Regions from separate parts of the Sus scrofa genome. Here regions 2 and 3 are each linked to region 1. The links are chromatin contacts, called in public HiChIP or PLAC-seq maps. All regions are on one chromosome and are shown on one strand. The core of a region is the stretch at or near the end of the contact, and the rest is flanking DNA. Distances in the headings are between cores, read along the strand shown. Region 1 holds the start of CCNF (cyclin-F). Region 2 holds the start of ECI1 (enoyl-CoA delta isomerase 1). Region 3 holds the start of E4F1 (transcription factor E4F1).

Region 1 (3,293 bases), core at 266-2,765:
CAGACGCAGCAGGGCAGCGGAGTGAGAGCAGTGACTGGCTCTTTGCTCCCTGGCTGGGGAGACCAGCTTTAGTCCCTGCACAGTGCTGAACGAGTGCACCTCTGCCCTGGGGAGACCAGTAACAAAGTAAGAGGGTACGGTGGGACACAAAGTACCAAACTGGGAAACAGTAACCAGTGGCAACAGAGACAGCTAAAAACCTCAGGGGTCCTGTGGAGTTTCCTGTCCTCTGGCCTCTGGGGAGCAGGCCCCAAGTTTGCTCTGCTCTACCAGCTGGTCTTACACCGCCCCTGCCCCTTCCACCCCCAGCTCCCAGGGCCTCATATCTCACTTGTGATCACGGCAGACATCTCCATCTCCTGCTCCAGACTGGCATGGAGCCTTGACAACACGGAGGCTCCTCTGTGTGTGCCCAGCTGCTGAGCACAGACCAACTACCCTGAAGGGGTTCCATGAGCCTAAGGGGTGGAGGGACAGGGCTGTGGCGAAGAGGGGATGAGAGCATTGACCCGGATTCCCCAGCTTTTCTAGGAAGAGCCACTTTCAAACACTGCTCCCAGGAGACTGCATTTCTTTCCTGGTCAGAATGTCTCATGAAAGAGGTGGGATGTGAGCTGGTTCCTGAAAGACTGGGTGGGTGGACACTGCCTAATACCTGAGTGAACGGACAGCTCAGCTGTGGCTGCGGCAGCCAGCAAGGCACTGTAAGCGTGCACGTCTGTTTTAGGAAGGTCTCCCAGGTGACTCCAGGAGACACTGGGGACTGACAGGGGTCAGTGTATCTAGTCCGAGCGAGAAGGTGAGCGCTCCCCTGGGATGGAGGAGGGGTCCAGGGTGAGCCACACTTCAAGGGAAGAAAGAGGCAAACGTGCTGGCTTGAGTCAATGAAGATTTCGAGCCCCAGGTCTTTGAATTACACTTTCTGCATCACGATCTACGCCAGCCGTGGCTGGGCCACCGAAACAGGGTCTCTTCGCCTGAAGCAACGGTGGGAAGCAGGGTGTGCGGCTTTCGGGCGCGGGCCGGAAAGGTCAGGAGCAGCCTCCGTGAGGTGCTGCCTGCGGGTGGGGTCGCCCGAGTTCTCACAAGCAGAAACCAGGTCCGGGTCCCAGCTGCGCCGTGCGGCGCCCTCCGCGAGACCCCGGGCTCTGCGGCGCGTCGGGTCCGCTCAGACTTTCACTGACAACCCACGGTGCGCCGTGGGCTCGGGTCGCTCGGACCTCTGCCAACAAGTCAGCAGCAAGGTCCAATCCCAGAACAGACAGGGCTCACAGGGTCGAGAGCGAGCTCCTCGGGGACCCCAGCCCGGGCCAGGGAGGCGGGGCGGCCGCGCACACTCCGCCAATCAACAGTCAGCGTTCGAATTCGCGTCCTGGTACGGCCAATCGCGGGCGCCTGGGGCCGTGGGGGCGGGGTAGGGGCGGGGCCTGGCGGAGCTGTGGCGCGCACCACCCCCCCGGGCCGGCCAATGGGAGTGCCGGGCGCGTTTGAAAACTCGGGCGGGCGGCGGGGCGGGTTTGCGCCTGCGTGGGGCGGTGCGCACTGGGCCCGCGGGCGGCGACGGCGGCGGCGGCGGCGACAGCGGCGAAGGCGACGGCAGCGACGGCTATGGGGAGCGGAGGGGGTGAGCGCGGGGCGCCGGGCGCGGGGCGCGGGCGGCGGCGGTGCGGCCTCGAGACTGAGCAGGTCCGGCCCGAGCCCTTCGGTCCGGGGTGCGCGTCGTCCAGACGGCACCCGCCCGGCGCGCGGTTTAAATGCCCAGCGGCGCCCTGCTCCGCGTGAAAGCCGCGCGCGGGGCCTGCCACCTGTCGAGGGCTGTAATCACCGCTAAAGTTTCAGTGGTGATTACCTTGGCTGTCCTAGAGCAAGGGAATGAAAAAAAATGGCAAAATCTGGGGGTTGGACGCCCTGCGTCTTCGTTTGGCGTTCGCAGCCCGTTAATTGCTGATGGCTTGAAGACCCAGTTTAGGAGCGAGGGGAACGGGCAGGAGGAAGTCCTGTGGAGGGAGTGGTGCAGGTGGGCGAGCAGCCGCCTCCCGGCGGGACGGACGGGACGGGACGGGACGGACGGGACTCGTAGGTGATGGGCTCCTCCTCCCTGAGAGCTTCTAGGTCGTCTGCTTAGAGTGAGGGAGTTGCTGGAGATGAAGTTGCAAGGACCCGCTGCGGGGACATCAGGCTCTGAGACTGGCTGGGCAGCTCTGAAATCCGCGGAGCTGGACTGGCCTGGTCTTCAAGTCCACCCTTAGCTTCTCTGCAGGGCAGACCCTCCTAGTTTGGAAACCAGACTGTTCAGGCCCGCGGATCCTATTAAAATTATGCACTTTGTCATGTGTGCAATAGAAGCAAAGAGATAGCAGGGGTGGGGTCTTTCCTGAGTGAAATGCCGGGTCATCCTTTTCCTCTTCCTGGTTGTCCTATGGGCTCTGGATCAGAAGTTACCCCAAAGCCCAGTTACCGGGTTACTACTCACCAGAGGTTTATGGAATGTTTGAATGAATGATGGTGGTCTTCTGTAACACTGCTGCTCTCGGTTTCTTAGTCTCTGTTTGGGACGGTAAATATGGCTGGTTCCTTTCCTGGGGCAGAGGACAGTAACTGTTGAATCACATTCTGATGTCACTTTTCACATCAGCACAACTCCTATCCAACACATCACTTAGACCATCGGATTGTTTTTCTTAAGTGATCCACTGCAGGTGTGCCAAGTGTTTCTGCTATCCTGCAAAGCGAAGAATAAGGAGGAGACCCCGAAATCTGTCCATCTTGAGTCTCCCTGAAGACGTGCTCTTTCACATCCTGAAATGGCTCTCCGTCGGTGACATCCTCGCCGTGCGAGCTGTAAGTTGTCAGAGGAAAATGGTGGGAGCCCTGGCACTGCTGATTATACCGTGAAGCCTTTGTGTCTTAAATGTCAGAACAAAACTTGGGCTGCACGTGAGGGCAGAGGAAACAGTGCTGATATTGGTGGTAGATGCTCGAGGTTGTTTCTGATTGCTGAAAGCTAACACGTAGGACAGGGTCTGAGGCTGCTCATTGCAGGGTTTGTTTTAACAGAGAAGTACTCTGTTAAGGCAGTAAAACTGGCATTCCTGTAATAAATAAAATAGTACTAAAAAGAAAACAGGAGTTCCCGTCCTGGTACAGTGGTTAACGAATCCAACAAGGAACCATGAGGTTGTGGGTCCGATCCCTGGCCTTGCTCAGTGGGTTAGGGATCCGACATTGCCGTGAGCTGTGGTGTAGGTCGCAGACAAGGCTTGGATCCCACGTTGCAGTGGCTGTGGTGCAGG
Region 2 (3,154 bases), core at 173-2,672, 150 kb before region 1:
GGCTCTGTATTACTAAAGCTGAAAACACTGTATATCAAAATACTTTATGTTCACATTCCAATTTAATAGCTCCTGATGAAGGAGCACATGCTCCAAAACTTTATTTTTTTGTCTTTTTGCCTTTTCTAGGGCCGCTTCCTGCGGCATATGGAGGTTCCCAGGCTAGGGGTCGAATCGGAGCTGTAGCTGCCAGCCTACACCAGAGCCACAGCAACGCAGGATCTGAGCCGTGTCTGCAACCTACACCACATCTCAAGGCAACGCCGGATCCTTAACCCCTGAGCAAGGCCAGGGATTGAACCCGAAACCTCATGGTTCCTAGTCGGATTCGTTAACCACGGAGCCATGACGGGAACTCCCCTTTTTTTTTTTTTTTTTTTTTTTCTTTTTTGTCTTTCTGCCTTTTCTAGGGCTGCTTCTGCTGCATATGGAGGTTCCCAGGCTAGGGGTAAAATGGAGCTGTAGCCGCTGGCCTACGCCACAGCCACAGCAACGTGGGATCCAAGCCGTGTCTGCAACCTACACCGCAGCTCAAGGCAACGCCGGATCCTTAACCCCTGAGCGAGGCCAGGGATTGAACCCGCAACCTCATGGTTCCTAGTCGGATTCGTTAACCACTGCCCCACGATGGGAACTCCTAAAACTTCAAAAACAGAAACATTTTTTATCTTCAGTGAAGTGGGGGATCAAACAGACTATTGACCTTAACACTTGGACTCAACAGAAACTCTGTTTTCCTTTTTACAGAAGTACTTGCGGCTAAGAAGTTCCCAGGCCAGAAGTGGAATCCGGCCAGCCAGCACCACAGCGGATCCGAACCGGATCTGCGGCTTCTGCTGCTGTGGCAATGCTGGACTCTTAGCCCACTGAGCGAGGACAGCGATCGCACGTGCATCCTCACAGACTCTATGTTGGGTTCTTAACCCGCTGAGCCACAGAGGGAATTCCAAGAAACTGACTTTAAAACTGAGCTTTATCTCGCAGCCTTTCCAAGTTCGATAGCTTTCACTGGGTCTGGATGTCGGTTCCGGGCCCGTGTGGCGCGGGCTCCGCCGCCAGCGGCCGCCGCGTCGTGTCCTGCCTCAGCACCTGCAGCAGGCTCTCGGCCGCCGGGATCCCGCCGCGATCCGGGCGCTTACCTGCGGCCGCGGCCGGCTCCACCAGGACGTGCTGGCTCCCGAAGCGCCGCGCGCCGTTCCTGATGCCCGCTGCAGCCTCCGTCCGTCCGAGGGCCACGCCGCGGAGCAGGGCCCCTGCGAAAGGCAGCGCGAAGCCAGTCAGCCTGCCGCCCCACCGGGCCAGGCCCCCGGCGCCCCGGCCCCCCGTGCCCCGGGCACGCACAAGGGCGGAGCAGGGCGCGCGCCGGGAGGCGCAACACCGCCGTCAGCGCCATCTTGACCGCACTGAGCGGGGTCGCGGCCTGACCGCCCCGCCCCTTCCGGCTCAGCCGGCCCCCGCCCCCCTGCCCTGGCCGCCCCGCCGGAGGGCGGGCCGGGCGCAACCAAGGTCACCGTCGGGGCCAGCGGGGAAGCGGGCCAAAGGTGGCCAGTACTTCACCTTCACCCATAGCCGCGGGCAACTGCGTTAGCTGCCGAGAGGGCTGCGAGCTGAAGGGGTTCTAAGGGGGTTTGGGAACCCTGGCGAGCTGCCTTCTAGATTCAGGGGTCACAGCTGAAGCAACCAGATCACACCCACAGACGTGGGCACTGGAAGGGTGCTAACGGGGAGCTTAGAGTCGTAGTGCGCACTCCGGCCTGTGGGTGGCAGCTACAGCTGGTAGTTTAGCCACAGGCATGGGGGGGGGGGATCATAGCCTGATGACCAAGAATGGACCATGCACAAAACAGCAAGTAAACAAAACGTGGGCAGCACACAAGTGAGGCTGGGGACAAGAGGCATCCGCACACTGCCGGCAGGCCCCCAATGCTCCTCCACAAGAAAGGGAAGCCGAGTGAGCTCCTGTCGGGGCTACAGAAATGAATCTGACTAGTATCCATGAGGATGCGGGTTTGATCCTTGGCCTTGCTCAGTGGGTCAGTGATCCAGCATTAGCTGTGAACTGTGGTGTAGGCTGCATATGCGGCTCGGGCCTTGCGTTGCTGTGGCGTAGGCCAGTTGCTACATCTCCGATCGGACCCTTAGTCTGGGAAGCTTCACATGCTGTGGGTGCAGCCCTAAAAAGCAAAGCAAAAAAAAAAAAAAAAAAAAAAAGTAACCCCACCGTTTTATTTGCTTGACCCTATAAGGCGGAGACGAGGGAGGGATGGCTAGCCTGTGTGCACTGTTCTGACCAGTTTAACGCTGGCCACGGTGGTGCATGACTGGGGGGCTTTGTTCTGGAACCTCCTGAGCACTTTCAGTTCTTCCTGTGGAACAAACCGGTCTACAATGTGTGCCTACGGAGCAGCCCAACACCCCTGTGTTTTCCTGGTTGAGAGGTCTTCAAGTGTGACTTTGGAGATGAAACCAAGAGTTTTCAGGTACCCATGTGTTTTTAATTCCCTCCAACTGAAGCTACCGTCTTTGGGGCCAAGGGATGGGAAGGAGGCAGTGATCCTGATGCTTGAGCTGCACACTATTCAAGGTTTATTCAACACAGCCCTTTTACTCTACACAACAAAGTACAAACACAACATTATCTAAAATGCTACAAAGTTACAAAACTCAAAACAGAAAATTTGTAGTACTGACTGTACAATAAAAGCCAAAAAAGCAATGTACACGTTGGTTGCCAAGGTATCCTGCATCGCCGTCAGGAATACCAACACAAGCACTTTCCGTGGTGACCTGCTACGACCAGACACTTTCATTTCGGAGAAAGACATGGGCTGTGTGTGCACGCACACACGAGAATATATGTAAAAACCATTCTGGGCAGGTAAGAGAGGGTATTTGATCCTAGAGGTCAGAGAGGATTCAAGTAGGGGGGAGGCCAGACTAACAGCAACGGCAGCTGCATAAAAGCACATCCTTTCCTGAGGGACCCTGTAAGCCAACAGGTTAGGGCATGACTAGGCCACCAGACTGGCCCCGGGTCAACCAGGGAATGGAAAAAACGTGCTCCCAGGCTGGGGCTGTGCCACTACCTGGCGCCCCCTGCTCATCCCTGCTGGCTCTGCCACTAAACTGACTCCCAGGAACTAGAAACGTGGGA
Region 3 (3,354 bases), core at 218-2,717, 170 kb before region 1:
CCCACGCTGTTCCTGTGGAGATCTGCCCCCATCTCTTGAATGCTGGCTTTCCCATTAATCCTTTGGGCAGCCTCAAGTGGGGTGTTCTCCTGGCCCTGTCTTCCCAGCTGCCGCCAGAACCGTAGAGCTCCACAACAACCCAGCTGGTCCTCTTCTGGTTTGTCCCTCTCAGAGCCCATCTCTCCTGGATCTTCCTTGCGGACACAGCAGTCAGAGGGATCCTTCGGAAACACTGACCAGCACTCACTCTGCTTACACCCCTGGAATGGTGAATGAGCCCCCCGTAGAAAGCAGCCCCACTGTTACCCCCGCCTAACCTCTGGCGACGTAACCTGTGCCTCACCCTTCTCAGCTCCTGCCAGGCCAAGGGTCCTCGCTTTCCCAGCTGGGCAGCCCTGACATGGAAAAAATATCTGCTTGGTGCCCTTTCAGGGCAGAGCTGCCCACTCCCTGCCCGGGCCGTTGTATCGTGCTTGGGCTCCCCTGGAGACTGGCCTTCTTGGAGTAAAAATGGCATCTGATTCCCCTGAGTCTCTGGAATCCAGCTGAGCCACAGAGAATAACTGAGCTGGGAGAGCATGCCCTATGGGTTTCTAGCCCATGACTCTGGACAGACTTGAGTTAGAATCTTTGGTCTGCCCTTGAGCAAATGTCCTGTCAATTCTGTGCCTCAGTTTCTTCATCGTTAAAATGGGGATGAGAGAGTTCTGGTTGTGGTTCAGCAGGTTAAGAACCTGACTAGTATCCATGAGGATGGAGGTTTGATCCCTGGCCTTGATCAGTGGGTTAAGGATCTGGCATTGCTGAAAGGTGTGGTGTAGATCCCAGATGCAGCTTGGATCCAGTGTTGCTGTGCTGAGGCATTCGACCCCTAGCCCAGGAACTTCCATTGGCCACAGGTGCGGCCATAAAAAGAAAAAAAATTAAAATAAATAAAAGCACTTAGCTTCAAAGACTAATTAAATACTACCTGAAAAAGAATAAAAGGAGGCGTTCCTGCTGTGGCACAATGGGATCAGTGATACCTTGGGAGCACTGGGAGCAGCTTCCATCCCTGGCCCAACGCAGTGGGTTAAGGATCTGGATTTGCTGCAGCTGCGGCTTAGGTCATGACTGCGGCTCAGATCTGATCCCTGTCCTGGGAACTCCACATCCTGCCAGGCAGCCAAAAATGAAAAAAGATAAGAAAAAAAAAAAAAAGAATAAAAGGGACCATTGGGAATTCCCGTCGTGGCTCAGCCGAAACGAATCTGTCGAGTATCCATGAGGACACAAGTTCGATCCTCGGCCTTGATCAGTGGGTTACAGATGTGGCTTGGGTCTGGTGTTGCTGTGGTGTAGGCCAGGGGCTGCAGCTTGGAATCGACCCCTGGCCTGGGAACCTCCGTATGCTTCAGGTGCGGCCCTAAACACACAAACGAAAACCAAAAAACCCCATTATGCTAAGTGAAAGAAACCCGATGCGAAAGACCATGTGTGTCATTCCATTTATGTGATATGTCCAGAAAAGGCTAAGCCATGGAGAAAGAAAATAGTTGCCAGGGGCTGGCGGGGAGGGGAGACGGGGGAGTGACTGGGTACAGGTTTTCTGTTGAAATGATGATGACTTCTCAAACTACATTTCGGTGGTAGTTGCACGACACTGTGTACTGTCACTAACAGTAAATTCTATGTGTACTTATCACAACTAATTAGACAAGAGAATAAAAGTCTTAGGGAAGCTACCCGTGAGCCATCCCCAACTCGGGGGTTGTCTCGAGGTCGCTGGGTCAACATTCAAGGGAGATTCTGTCATCCGAGAAGGGGTCGGGGACGGGCGGCGAACATCACTCTACCGGTCTCAGTTGGAGCGGTGTCCTGGCAGCGGCCCTCAAGCTCATATCCAGGCGGGGCACCCGTGGCTGCACCACCAGCTCAGGGCCGGTCAGGTGGCGCTGCCAGTCCGCCTCGCCCCTCTTCTCAGGCTCTCGAAGCTCGTGGAACCCAAACCCAGCGCTCCAATCGTCAGGGTGGCCCAGCCCCCTGCCGGGCCAAGCCACGCCCCTAGGGCCTTCCACTGGCTCCGCCCCTCCGCCTGTCAGTTCGCTCCACCGTAACCACACCCCTCCCAGCAGGCCCGACCCGTCTCTTCTCACCTAGGGTCTAGCCCCACCTCTGTGGTTCCAGGCCACACCCTCCGGCCCCGCCCCGCCGCCTGCCCATCAAACGCACCCGGGCCCCGCCCCATCGCCCTCAGGTCTGTTTCTCTTGCAGGCCTGGGCGCGGCCCGTTGTTATGACGACACGGTCGTAAATCCGCCATCTTCCTGCGGCGCGTTGCGACATGGAGGGCGCGATGGCAGTGCGGGTGACGGCCGCGCATACGGCAGAAGCCCGGGCCGAAGCCGGGCGGGAAGCAGGCGACCGCGGGGTTGCAGCGGCGGCGGCGGCGGCTTTGGCGCCCAGTGGCTTCCTCGGCCTCCCGGCGCCCTTTAGCGAGGAAGGTAACAGGGCCGGACGGGCCCGGGCGCGGCCAGGGTGGGGGCGGCTCAGACCGGCTGCCGGAGGCCCGGGTGGCCTGCGCTTCGGGCGTGACAGGCCTTTCCAGACCCGGTTCTTTGTGGAGCTCACGTCCCCCCAGGGCCCCTCACGGCCTTGCACGAGCCCCCGAGTTCCTCGGAGCCCCGGGCCCCTCCTGCGGGACTCCCATCACCCTCTTGGACCTAGGTGCCCACCCACGAATACTCACAGGTGTCCAAGCCACGGGGGCTGTCCGTGTAGATGTCTGCGACCGCTTCTCCCGCCAGCCCTGTTCTCAGGGCCCCGGCCTGGCCCCTCTCCGCCTCCGTGTCTGGGCAGGGCCCTGCCCTCCTCCAGGCCCCCTCACACTGCCTCTGACAGGTCTCTAGGGCCCTGGCCGGGGTGTGGCTGGAGGCTCCAGGAGGGCGGGGCATCGGGTCTCTCTAGCCCCGGTGGGAGGCAGCAGAGTCCAGTGGTGGAAAGCTGCAGGGCGCTCTGTCCCAGCCCTGCCCCTTCCTAGCTGTGTGATCCTCGGCAGGTAACCACACACCTCTCTGGATCTCCATTTCCCCTTCCAGAATGGGGATACTGCTGCTGCAATACTGTATTGAGCCCTTTTTCATTCTCTTATTATCATTCCTTCTGTTATTGTTGTTGTTATCATCATCGTCATCATTCCCATTTTGCGGATGAGGAAAATTGAGGTTCAGAGATGTGAAAGTCACCAGGTCCCTTAGCTCCTAAGTATCAAGGACTGACTGGTTGGATGCCAGGATTATATGACTCCTCTGCCTACTCGCTTAACTTCTGGGCTCTGCCACCTCAGGATGGGGTGAGGATCAAATAAGAGCATCAT

The links. HiChIP or PLAC-seq counts read pairs in DNA pulled down with a chosen protein or histone mark.
Region 2: an H3K27ac HiChIP or PLAC-seq map of alveolar macrophages shows a contact between it and region 1. The contact joins the promoter of ECI1 here to the promoter of CCNF in region 1. A contact is called at or near these places in 1 of 5 promoter capture datasets (fetal liver) and 1 of 2 datasets of contacts at active chromatin or transcription factors (alveolar macrophages).
Region 3: an H3K27ac HiChIP or PLAC-seq map of alveolar macrophages shows a contact between it and region 1. The contact joins the promoter of E4F1 here to the promoter of CCNF in region 1. A contact is called at or near these places in 1 of 5 promoter capture datasets (fetal liver) and 1 of 2 datasets of contacts at active chromatin or transcription factors (alveolar macrophages).

Annotation. Positions count from the first base shown.
Region 1 is chr3:39,601,310-39,604,602 of Sscrofa11.1, reverse strand. It overlaps CCNF (cyclin-F), which reads left to right and starts at 1,515. Exons shown (of 17, transcript XM_003124740.6): 1 at 1,515-1,624; 2 at 2,687-2,841. The coding sequence starts at 1,609.
Region 2 is chr3:39,749,010-39,752,163 of Sscrofa11.1, reverse strand. ECI1 (enoyl-CoA delta isomerase 1) reads right to left here and starts at 1,422. Exons shown (of 7, transcript NM_001285973.1): 1 at 1,342-1,422; 2 at 1,140-1,253. The coding sequence starts at 1,393. RNPS1 (RNA-binding protein with serine-rich domain 1) reads right to left here. Exons shown (of 8, transcript XM_003481099.4): 8 at 2,564-3,154.
Region 3 is chr3:39,771,137-39,774,490 of Sscrofa11.1, reverse strand. It overlaps E4F1 (transcription factor E4F1), which reads left to right and starts at 1,467. Exons shown (of 21, transcript XM_021086766.1): 1 at 1,467-2,482. The coding sequence starts at 2,323.